Regions from separate parts of the Mus musculus genome. Here regions 2 and 3 are each linked to region 1. Evidence: chromatin contacts called from public Hi-C and HiChIP or PLAC-seq data. All regions are on one chromosome and are shown on one strand. Each heading gives the region's core, a stretch centred on a gene start, on an enhancer-like site or on the middle of the called end of the contact. The rest is flanking DNA. Distances are from core to core; before and after follow the strand shown.

Evidence for each region. Hi-C and Micro-C count contacts between places; a contact is called where the count stands out from the background. HiChIP or PLAC-seq counts read pairs in DNA pulled down with a chosen protein or histone mark.
Region 2: an H3K4me3 HiChIP or PLAC-seq map of craniofacial prominence shows a contact between it and region 1, with 5 times the contacts expected there. The contact joins the enhancer-like site here to the promoter of Rae1 in region 1. A contact is called at or near these places in 1 of 39 promoter capture datasets (the C10 cell line), 3 of 115 datasets of contacts at active chromatin or transcription factors (acute myeloid leukemia, craniofacial prominence and embryonic forebrain) and 1 of 9 other capture datasets (embryonic stem cells).
Region 3: a contact with region 1 is called in a Hi-C map of rod photoreceptor, with 4 times the contacts expected there. The contact joins the promoter of Fam210b here to the promoter of Rae1 in region 1. A contact is called at or near these places in 1 of 39 promoter capture datasets (erythroid cells), 1 of 15 datasets of contacts at CTCF or cohesin (large pre-B cells), 4 of 484 Hi-C or Micro-C datasets (the G1E-ER4 cell line, cardiomyocytes and rod photoreceptor), 4 of 115 datasets of contacts at active chromatin or transcription factors (astrocytes, bone marrow-derived macrophages, large pre-B cells and 1 more) and 1 of 9 other capture datasets (liver).

The regions. Positions count from the first base shown.
Region 1 is chr2:172,998,569-173,002,123 of GRCm38.p6, forward strand. Rae1 (ribonucleic acid export 1) reads left to right here and starts at 1,549. Exons shown (of 12, transcript NM_175112.5): 1 at 1,549-1,808.
Region 2 is chr2:172,411,280-172,414,678 of GRCm38.p6, forward strand. The region is part of intron 1 of Cass4 (Cas scaffolding protein family member 4); the gene reads left to right. Among named protein-coding and RNA genes, the nearest start is that of Cass4, 19 kb to the left of the region's middle. Within about 2 kb of position 1,477, at least 79 of the 459 cell types and tissues checked have an H3K27ac peak or open chromatin away from gene starts, as enhancers often do. A contact at or near this core is called in craniofacial prominence, where this site is marked.
Region 3 is chr2:172,343,850-172,346,991 of GRCm38.p6, forward strand. Fam210b (family with sequence similarity 210, member B) reads left to right here and starts at 1,728. Exons shown (of 3, transcript NM_025912.4): 1 at 1,728-1,998. The coding sequence starts at 1,813.

The sequences.
Region 1 (3,555 bases), core at 299-2,798:
TGCTGCTTGATGGTTGTGGCCGTTACTGTAAAGCCTCTTTGGTCACTGTCAGCTGCCCTCACTAAGGGTGTGCTGTGCTGGCTAGTTAATGAATTCTTTAGACAGGGATCACAAGGCTGGGGAGACAGAGGAATCAGTCTGGGCGGGTCCTGGGAAGGTCATAGTAACAATGCCCTGTGAAACCAACCTAAAGGAGCCCTCTACTCTGGACCCAACTCTTCCCCTGAGCCCCAACAGGAATAAACACGACGACGACAAACCAAACACTATGTACGCTAACTAAACCTTGTTATTTGACTTCTCAGGGGATGGGAGTAAGTAGATGATCACCAAGTGTCCTAGACAGGCCTGTTTCCTCTGTGTTGTACTGAGGTCCCTTAAGACAGGTAACCAGCGGCCAGTTTTTATTCCATTGTTCTGTAACCCTGTTCCTGCCTTACATTTTTAAAAATTGTTTTGGAGACAGAACATTTCTGTGTAGTTCTGATTGGCCTAGAACTCACAGAGACGCCCCCCCCCACCCCCTGCCTCTACCTCCTGCGTGCAGGGATTGGAAGGCCTGCCAAGTTGCCCAACAAGGAAACTAATTTTGTAGGGACCAATCACATTTTGTTCTTCCTCACTGACACTTGTCCTTTCTCTCTCTCTAAAACCGCTTTCCCTGATTGGTTCATTGGAACCCCCATTCTGGAATCTAGCTAACTATGTTGTCATTTTATCTGACACCTTAAACACTCTATGTGGAATGTTTCATAGAGCAGGACTTTTGTGTTTCAAACAGGCTTAATACTGACCTATTAGTACATGGGGCTCAGTAATTAAGTGTACTTGTTGCTCTTGAAGAGAGCCATGGTTCGGTTCCCAGTACCCACATGATGGTTCGACTATCTGTAACTCCTGTTCCAGGGGCTCCTACACAGTTTTCATGCCTCCCCAAGCATGTGGTGCATATACATACACACAGGGACAACATCCATGCACGGAAATAAATCTTAAACATCTCAGGGAGTAGGAACCATTCCCCTTATCATACCGCTCGGGATGTTCCAAGTAGGCAGCCTCTCAGAGGACAGTGCTAGATCTGAGCTGGGGAACTCTTTTTTTGTTTGTTTGTTTGTTTGTTTTTTGTTTTTACATGTATATGAGTATGTTGCCTGAAGAAGTTTAAGCACCACTGCGTGCAATGACCACAGAGACCAGAAGAGGGCGTCAGTTCTCCAAGAACTGGTGTTGGTTCTCTTGGACCTGTGAGCCGTCCAGTAGGTGTTGGGAATAGAATCTGGGTCTTCCCCAAGAAGCCACTGCTCTTGGCCGCTGAGCCATCTCTTCGGCTCCACGATCATCTTTAGACGTTTAAACAACAATCAATATAACGATACACACGCGAAAACAACGCCCTCTCTCAACTAGTTGCCTGGCAACTGCGCTGGCCGACTTTCCACAAACGCACAACTGCTGGCATAAACACTTCCTCTCGCCCTCAGCAGGGCTTCTGCGCATGTGCGCCCGCCTTGAGAGGGGCGGGACGCCGTGCTCTGACGCTTTCCGGGCAGTCCCGGAAGTGGCTCGTGGCGCGTGCGCGGTGCTTCTGTGGTAACGGGGCAGTTTCCACCGGCTTGAGGCGGACGACTCGGCGGTCTGGGGTCTCCCGGCTGCGCCCCCTCTGCCCCGCGCCAGAGCAGGTCCGTGGCTTCGGGCCCCGCCGCGTGCGTGTTCCTCAGGCGGCCGCCGCGCTCCCTCCGGGAAGCCCGGGCCCGCGTGAGGAGACCGAGCCCCTCTCTGCAGCCGGACCCCGTGCGCTCCGCTAGGTAGGCCGGGCCTCTCCGCGTGCGCACACCGCCCAGGCCACGGGGGTGAGGGGACGGTGGGGGACCGCGGCGTGCGCGGATGGGAGGGGCACGGCCGAGCCGGCGGGCGTGGTCGGACGCTTGGGAGCAGCCCGAGCTAACCCAGTCAGCCAGGAGAAAGGCCCCTGAGAGCTACGGGAGCTGGAGAGATGGCTGCGCTGCCTGCCAGAGGTCCGACCGCCTCTTCACCCCCGCTGCAGGGCACCCGGTACGCCCTTGCTCTTCTCACGTGCGCATGGTGATCTGAAACTAAGTCCTCAAGTAAATTGCACGGGAGAGGAGCGTGCGGATCCCAGCACACACTGGGGGTCGTTTCGTTTCCTAACTCCAGGATGGAGGAGTTAGTTTTTCCGGTGAAAATCAAGACTAACTCACGCTCCGGAGAAACATAGCCCTGGCTGCGTGTCTGTGCATCCCTCTCCCTGTACAGACAGGCTTGTAGTCCTCAGCCCCGAGAGTTGTCTCCCGAGCCGTCTTCTGAGACGTGAATGTGCACCTTATGGTGGCTCTGACACATCGTGGCTGTCTCGAAGGCAGCAGGAGTCAAATGCGCTCCCACAGTTCCTTGCAGTTTCCCTTTCCTTGTTATTTTAAGGAAGCGACCCTCATTAGGCTGTGGATTGCTCGGGCCTTAGCCTCGCTTTTGGAGAGGTGGCTGACTTGGTGGAAGTCTGGGTTTTAAGAATTTGCTTTTTAGTAACAGCTTGAAATGTGGCAAAAGCATATGGGAGTCTGGAGTCACAGTGCACAGATGGTTTCCTTGGCAACGACACAGTTGTCAATTACATTCAGTGTTAGACCGTGCAAATCCTTTTCTTTAAATGGGCTCTTTTGTAGACCAGGCTGTCCTCAGATTTCTGTACAGTCAGGGATGGCCTGCTCCTCCTGACCCTGCCTCCCAAGTGCAGAGATCACCTGTGCCAGCTCACCTGACTAACCCTAAACTTTCTCTGCCTGTTGTGTGTATGGCCATGCATGCGTGTCACAGTCCACATCTGGGCAGAGGACAACTTTGGAGTTCTCGCCTGCCTTTCTGTTGGTTCTGAGGGTCGAACTCGGGTTTCCAGGCTTGCACACCAAGTGTCTTTACTACCTGAGCCAACTCACCAGCCACAGAGGAGCCTGGAGAATGTGCACTGTTGTTTCAGGACAGCCGGAAGATGAGGCATGGCGAGGGACGGTAGGGCCCGGTAGACTGCCACGCTCAAGAAAGCAGTGCTGACTATCGATGGCTCCAAGTCTACACCGTCACACCAGACCTTCAGTACTCAGTGGGCCAAAGTAGATTGCTTTGGATTGTTCTTTTCTTTTTTGGTGTTTTGAGACGGGGTCTCTGTGTAGCCCTGGCTCTCTTGAAACTCACTCTGTAGACAAGGTTGGCCTCAACTCTCAGAGATCCGCCTGCCTCTGCCTCGCAAATGCTGGGATTTAAAGGCATGTGCCACCACTGCCTGGCATGAACTGCTTTTCTTAAAGCCCTGAGAAATTGTGGAACACCTGCCAGAACTGGTTGTTCTTTCTAGGTAACATCATGTAGACATTGACCTAAAATAGAGAGGAAGGGGGACCCTGGGCACAGGAGGCCCCTCTGCCCACTGCTGGGTGCCCAGTGTGCAGTTCTGACTCTGGAGAGTGATACCTCTTTCCTAGCTGCTGACTGAAGCACTGTAATATGTCTGCGTTGGTGCCCTAGTGCTAGCAAGGGCAT
Region 2 (3,399 bases), core at 227-2,726, 590 kb before region 1:
AGTGGTGCCAGGAGCCTGGGTGCACAGTGATGACTCACTGCCTGCTGTCACCATGGGGGGCTGCTGTGCTGGCTCCCCTCCCTACGTGACACACTGGCTATGACTCGCCTCGCTATGTCCTCCCATAGGGCCTTTATATGGGAGTCCAACTCTGCATAGAGGGAGGTGGCCTTGGAAGAGGTGACCCTTGAACTGGAAGCTAGTCAGGAAGAGATCTGGTGAAAGAATGTTCTGGGTACGTGGAATGGCAAGGGATGAGCCCCGGGCTGGAAGCATTATGGAAATGTCAATCAACAATATGGCTGGAAGACCATTAATGAGGGCAGGATCAGCAGGCCTGAGGGTGGACCGTGGGGCCTCAAAGCCACCGGGGGGCTTAGCTGGTATCCTAATGCAGTTGTGAGCAATTCCAGTTTTTAGACAGACTTAGATGTGTGTGTGACACACACACACACACACACACACACACACACACACACACACACACACACAAGTCTTATATTATTCTTGCTGGAGACCAAGAAGGGATATGTGAGTCAAAGATAGATGGGGAGCAACCCCAAGAGCCCGAGGGACTTTGAACAGGTTATTAGACCTCGCTGATCCTCTATTTTCTTACCTGTAAAATGAAGATAAGACAGCCCACATCTGAAATATTCTGGGAGTTCGTGATGTAAAATGTCTGAGCACTCAACTTAAAAACCAAGTCTCATCCCATATAATTCACTCTGTTCCGAGAATTACCACGTGGGGTTCGCTCCTCTTCTGCTGTTGCTGTTGCTGTTGCAGTGTTTGGTTTGGTTTGACCTTTTGAGACCAGGTTTTCTATAGGCCAGGATGACCTTGAACTCCCAGCTTCCACCTCCTAAAGCTTGAATCCATTACAGGAACCGGGCCACCTTGCCTGATTCCTTCTTCTTGTGTAACAAACCGGAATTGTCTCTCTTATTAAAACTTGGTGACCTACACTAGGGGAATTTTTGTTGCCTACCCAGCAGACGTGAAGCCCTAGGTTCCATCCCCAGTACTTCAATTAATTAATTAATTATCTAATTAATTCATACTTTGATTAATCACTTGGCTATTAATTGGTTAATTATTAATTAGACACTTAATTAGTTGTTTTATTAATTGGGGAATCATAATAATTGCCTGTTTAATGTTCCAAAGGCACTCTGTGCTATTTATAAAGAACTACTATACAGAAGGGACTCGTTCTGTGACACACTTAGAGGTTACTTTTGCTTTTCAAGACGTGGCCAGGCGGCAGGCAGGCAGGCAGTCGGAGGAAACCAACCAACCGTATCTCAGGAATGAGGCAGCTGCTGGTGATCCAGCGCAGCTGTGGGTGCCCTGAGGGGCAGATGTTTCCTGGCTTGGATGATCCTAAAGATCCATTGCTCTCTGGAAATGCCCCTCCTCCCCAGAAGAAGCCACAGCTGCTGGGACAGTGTGACACTCACGGGGAACCAGATAGATGCTGCACGCTTCAGTGGCAAGCCTCCCTTCAAAAGCACTTTGAGTAGATTTCACAAGAGTGGTGAAGGGTGAAAGCCAGCGTTTGCTTTTCATTTTCCCAAAATAAATAGTTAAGTTGCAATTTTCTCTTCCCTCCCCCTCTCCTTCTCCCTCTCCCCCTCCCCCTCTCTGTCTCCCTCCCCCTCCCCTCCCCCTCTCCATCTCCCTCTCTCTCTGTCTCCCTCTCTCTCTCCCTCTCTCTTATTTTTGAGACAGGATTTCTCACCTCAGAGCCCACTTCTAGGACGTACAATGTGTCCCATGGTGGCTTCAAACTAACAGTAATCCTTCTGCCTCAGACCCCTAAGTAATAAATAGAATTACTAATAAGTAGCTTTCAACAAGGTAAAATTGTGACTCTCCTACAGAAATAGAACAAGTTGCCAGGTGTAGTGGCTCACACACTGTCCCTGAACTCTGTGGAGACAGGAGGATCAGAAGTTTAAGGTCAGCCTAGACGGCAGAGAAGCAAAGTTTGAAAGCCAAACAAAACCTCTAGAAAGGATCCCGTTGCTTTACCAAGTCTGAGCCTTTAGTCAACACGCAACAAGAGTCTGTAACCCTGCCCTTTAGCACATCAACCCAGCTGGTTTCTGCAGGCCTCCATGTGAAACAATGACACCACATTCCAGGGCAATTCCAGCATTTATCTGGTTCCAGCTCTGTGAGCATTCCTTCTACATTGTGCTTAAAGGGCCACCACAGTGTCACAGGAAACTGCCTGTCTCCCACTCTAGACAGAACTAGGTGTTCCTGCTCTGACTTTTTATCTCCTAGAGACTCAACAGCCCCAGCAGCGTGTGGCTCTGCCCTGTCCATCATGAAACCAACCAAGGGCTAATGTGGGCCCCGGGGGACACAGCTGAGAGGGAGGAGGGTGTGAACCCTGCTCTCGTGGGAGACAGTCAGAGGGATGGTTGTCCTCTGTGAGTTAGAGACAGACATGGGAAGATCCTAAACAGGCTAGAAGAACCAGTTTGGTTTGCAGGGTGGCATCAAAGAACACTTTTTCTCAGGAAGTGGCATTCATGAAGAGTCTAGAAGCGTGGAATTTCAATGGGTGAAAAGCTGCTGGTGTGTTTGGGGGTGGAGGGGAGAGCGTGGGCAGGACCGAAATCCTCAGCCAGAGAGACCATGGAAGGCTGGTGGGGAAGTATGGGAGATAGAAAACCACAGAGGGCCTGGAAGCTTCTGGACCCCAAGAGTGCCTAGGCACTGAAGGATGGTTGGGGGCGGGGAGGGGGCAGGGTCAGTGCCACGTGACAGCAGCATTAGGTAAATGTTTGCTGACCATCTGGAGGAAGATGTGTTAACATATGGAAAGGGTAGTCGGAGCTGCAGGAGTGCCAGTTCTCAATAGGAAAGTCCCTGTGTTTGTGGTTCACCATGGGGGCCAGGGGAAATCTCTGCAGCCATGCTGTGACTCTGCAGGACTCATCACCTGTCTGGACCAATAAACTCTTCCAGACAGGTAGGGTGGGCAGGGAGGTGACCCACTTCCCAAGATGAATAGAAGCCACCCACCCACTCACAGGGCAGTTTGGACAGTCTAAGTATTTCCAAGAATAGGTTAAGAGGGAACAAAACACCCATAGAAGGAGTTACAGAGACAAAGTTTGGAGCTGAGACGAAAGGATGGACCATCTAGAGACTGCCACACCCCGGGATCCATCCCATAATCAGCTTCCAAACGCTAACACCATTGCATACGCCAGCAAGATTTTGCTGAAAGAACCCTGATATAGCTGTCTCTTGGGAGGCTATGCTGGTGCCTGGCAAACACAGAAGTGGATGCTCACAGTCAGCTATTGGATGGAACACAGGGCCCCCAATGGAGGAGCTAGAGAAAGTATCCAAGGAGCTGAAGGGGTCTGCAACCCT
Region 3 (3,142 bases), core at 478-2,977, 650 kb before region 1:
CAGTCTGCCTCCTTCAGACACTGGTACCGGACTACCACAAACAGAGCTCAGGCATAACCAGCGTGGTTTCTGACTCTGAGAGCTCTGCCAAGCTGGAATCCAGCCAGCACATCTTGAGAATGTTAGCTTTATACATTTTATTCTTTTGGGTCAAGGAGACTGAGCTTGGGGGCTGGTCTGGAGCTCCTGCCTCTACTTCCCAAATACTGTAGTTATAGGCTGGGCCACGGTGCCTGTCCTGGGGACCGCTGGCATTGTTTCACTGAAGTATGATTGCTCTGCATAAAAGTGAGCTTTGCTTATTGTGGTGACCCTCACTGCCCTGTCAGCCCCCTGCTCCTTGAATCCCCGCCCAAATCCCACTCACAATCCTAGATAGCCGCTGACCTTTTTGGGGGGGGGGGTCCAGAATTTTGCCTGTGAACTTTGCATTCTCTGAAGATGAAATCCTCCTGCATGTTGTGTTTGTGGCTGGAATTTTCCATTTGGCAAAGCAGTCCTGAGACTTGTCCCTAGGATGAAGGTGTTCACGCCTTACTTTAAAAAAATTTTTTTATTATTATTGCATGGGAGGGAGCATGTGTACAGGCCAGAGGAGCACTTTGTGGAGACTGTGGCTCTCTCCCCCCACCTCCCAGCCCCCACCCCCACCTTGCCTGGGCCCCAGGGTGGAACTCAGCTTGGATAGCAAGTGATCCACAGATGGAAGTTCCATTCTCCAGCTGACAGATATCTGGACTGCCCTGCTATGAGTATTGCTGTCTTCTGAGCATGTGTGTAGGACAGGTTCTCCTGGGGTCGAGGCTGGCCTTGAACTCTTAATCCTTCTGTCTCAGCCTCCTGGGTGCTTGAGTTACAGATCTGCACCACCATGTCAAGATAACAGTTTACTATTATTTCTTTAAGTTATAAGAACAGAAGGGTTAATTTTGGCTCATGGGCCTAGAGGTCCAAGGTAGAGGGGCCACATCTAATGCCAGCAACGCCTTCCTGTGGGCCCAAGTCCCCAGGCAGTGCATAGTCACCAGGTAAGAGAGAGTGCCCTCTTGTCAGATTTTAGTCCGACAGAAATGTGAGTCTTTGCTTCTCTTGAGACACTATGGGAGCGGAGTTGCTGACCAACCTGGTTTGTGTACTTTTAACTATCTGTGAAAGTACAAAACTTTTCTCCACAGTGGCTGCTTTCATGTTCACAGCCGCGATATAGTAGGCTCATTTAGAGGGCTTCTTCAAGTGAGAGTTAACCTCTATAGTTCCTTTCTTCTTTAAAGCATTCACGTAAGCATCAGTCTTCCAGGTTTCACCCATTCGGCTGAGAGGAAAAACAAAGAATGCATTAGCCCTCGCTTGAAACAGCCGCCAGCCGCGCTCCACAGTCCGGAAACTCAAAATCCTGGAAAGTTCTGAGAAAATGCATTCCACAAAGAACTGGCCTGAGGTCCTGAGAACTAGGCTGATAGACTTGGCAGGTCCCCAGCCCCGCCCACTCCGCTTCAGGAGGCGGAACTTAGCCAAGGAAGCGGGGCTGAGGGGCGGGAACAAAAGAGAGCGAGCGTCTCCAGATGCCCCACCCACTCATGGATAGGCTGCTTCTGCGGAGGGCGGAGCTGTTGGGTGGAGCCCAAAACCTGCGCTCCGCTATAGAGCCCCGCCTATCCCACGCTCAGCTCCGCTCCGGGGGCGGGCCCTAAAGGTGTTGGGGCGGGGCCTGTCGGGGGGTGGAGCTCGAGGCCCCGGTCTCGGCCCCGCCCACCGCGCTGTGTTGGAGCTGATTCCCGAGTGGGCACACTGGAGCTGCGCTCGCGGCGCGCCATGGCCGGGCTGTTGACGCTGCTTGGCCCGGCAGGAAGAGTGAGCACCCGGCTGCGGCCCCTGGCCCCTTGGCTCCTGGGAACCGCCACCTCCTGTGCTCCACCGCTCTGGGCCTTAGCCTTGTCCCATCCGGTTCCGGACGCCCGACTGCTGCGCACGGCCCGCGGGGACTGTCTCAGCCGCCAGGTAAGACTCCCCACAGCCACTCGGACCCTGATCCCCAAGTGGCCGGAGCGCCGTGCCAGGGCCAGCCCCAATGGACAATTTTTACATTGCACCTGACCGAAACGGGTCACCTCCGGGGTCCCTGAGTTCTCAGATTCCTAGAATCCGAGAAAAATCTCTTTCAGTTAGCAGCCGGAGAAACTGAGGCTAGGAGTGGAATGGTGCGCTGCCCAAGGTCATGGAGTCGCCCGCCGAGCCCCAGTTTCGAAAGCCAGAACAGTGGCGTTACCGAGCCGATCGCAAGGGGCCTGAATTCTATATGAACTTCCAGTCCGGCCCCTGGACTTGTTCCTTTTGAAGTTCAGTTGAGGCCTGGGCACTGGGCCCAGGAGGCGGCATCGCCGGTGCCGCCGGTACATCTACCGCTTCCCTGTGCTCCTTGCGCCACCCTTTTATCTAGCTGGAAGAGCAGGCTCAGAGCAGGCAGTCCATCCCGTTTTGTTGTGGTTACTTGCCCTGAGTGCTCAGAGTGAAAACCAGCTTCCATTCAGACAGCAGCATATCTCAAGTAGGTCTCAAAAAAAAAAAAAAAAAAAAAAAAAAGCAGGAGTTCAGAAGTAGTAGATCGGAAGCGTCGAGGTCTGGGGGAGTCTGAAAGAAAGATCACTGCCATGAATCGGGCAGTTCTGAGTACTGTCTGCTCCCGTGGCTTTTCAGTTAGGGATTGGTCGCTTTCCTTGAGTGCCGAGCACAATGATGGAAGGACTTCCTTCCCCTCTCTCCTGCCTGACAGACAGGACACTGGCCTCAGCTCTGCTCCTGAGCACAAGTCAGGATACTCACAGCGTACCGTGCTTCAGGGCACCGCATAGCTTCCCTCTCCTCCAGAAAGTCTTCCCTGACTACCAGTAGTGTGCCCCCCCGCCCTATACTGTCTCTTCTCTAGCGCTCAGATCTTAGCTGCCTTCACGATCTGGTACAACCTCTCACCTTGTTCTGCCACATCAGCCCTGTTGGTAGCCTAACCCTAACCCTAACCCTAACCTTAAACACACACTCTGCCTTGACAGGTGTGTTTACAGCAAGGATAAGTCTGGTCTCAGGCTCATAGGATCCATGTCTCTGCTTGCTAAGTCAATCACTTTGATCAAACGCTATCCCTTTT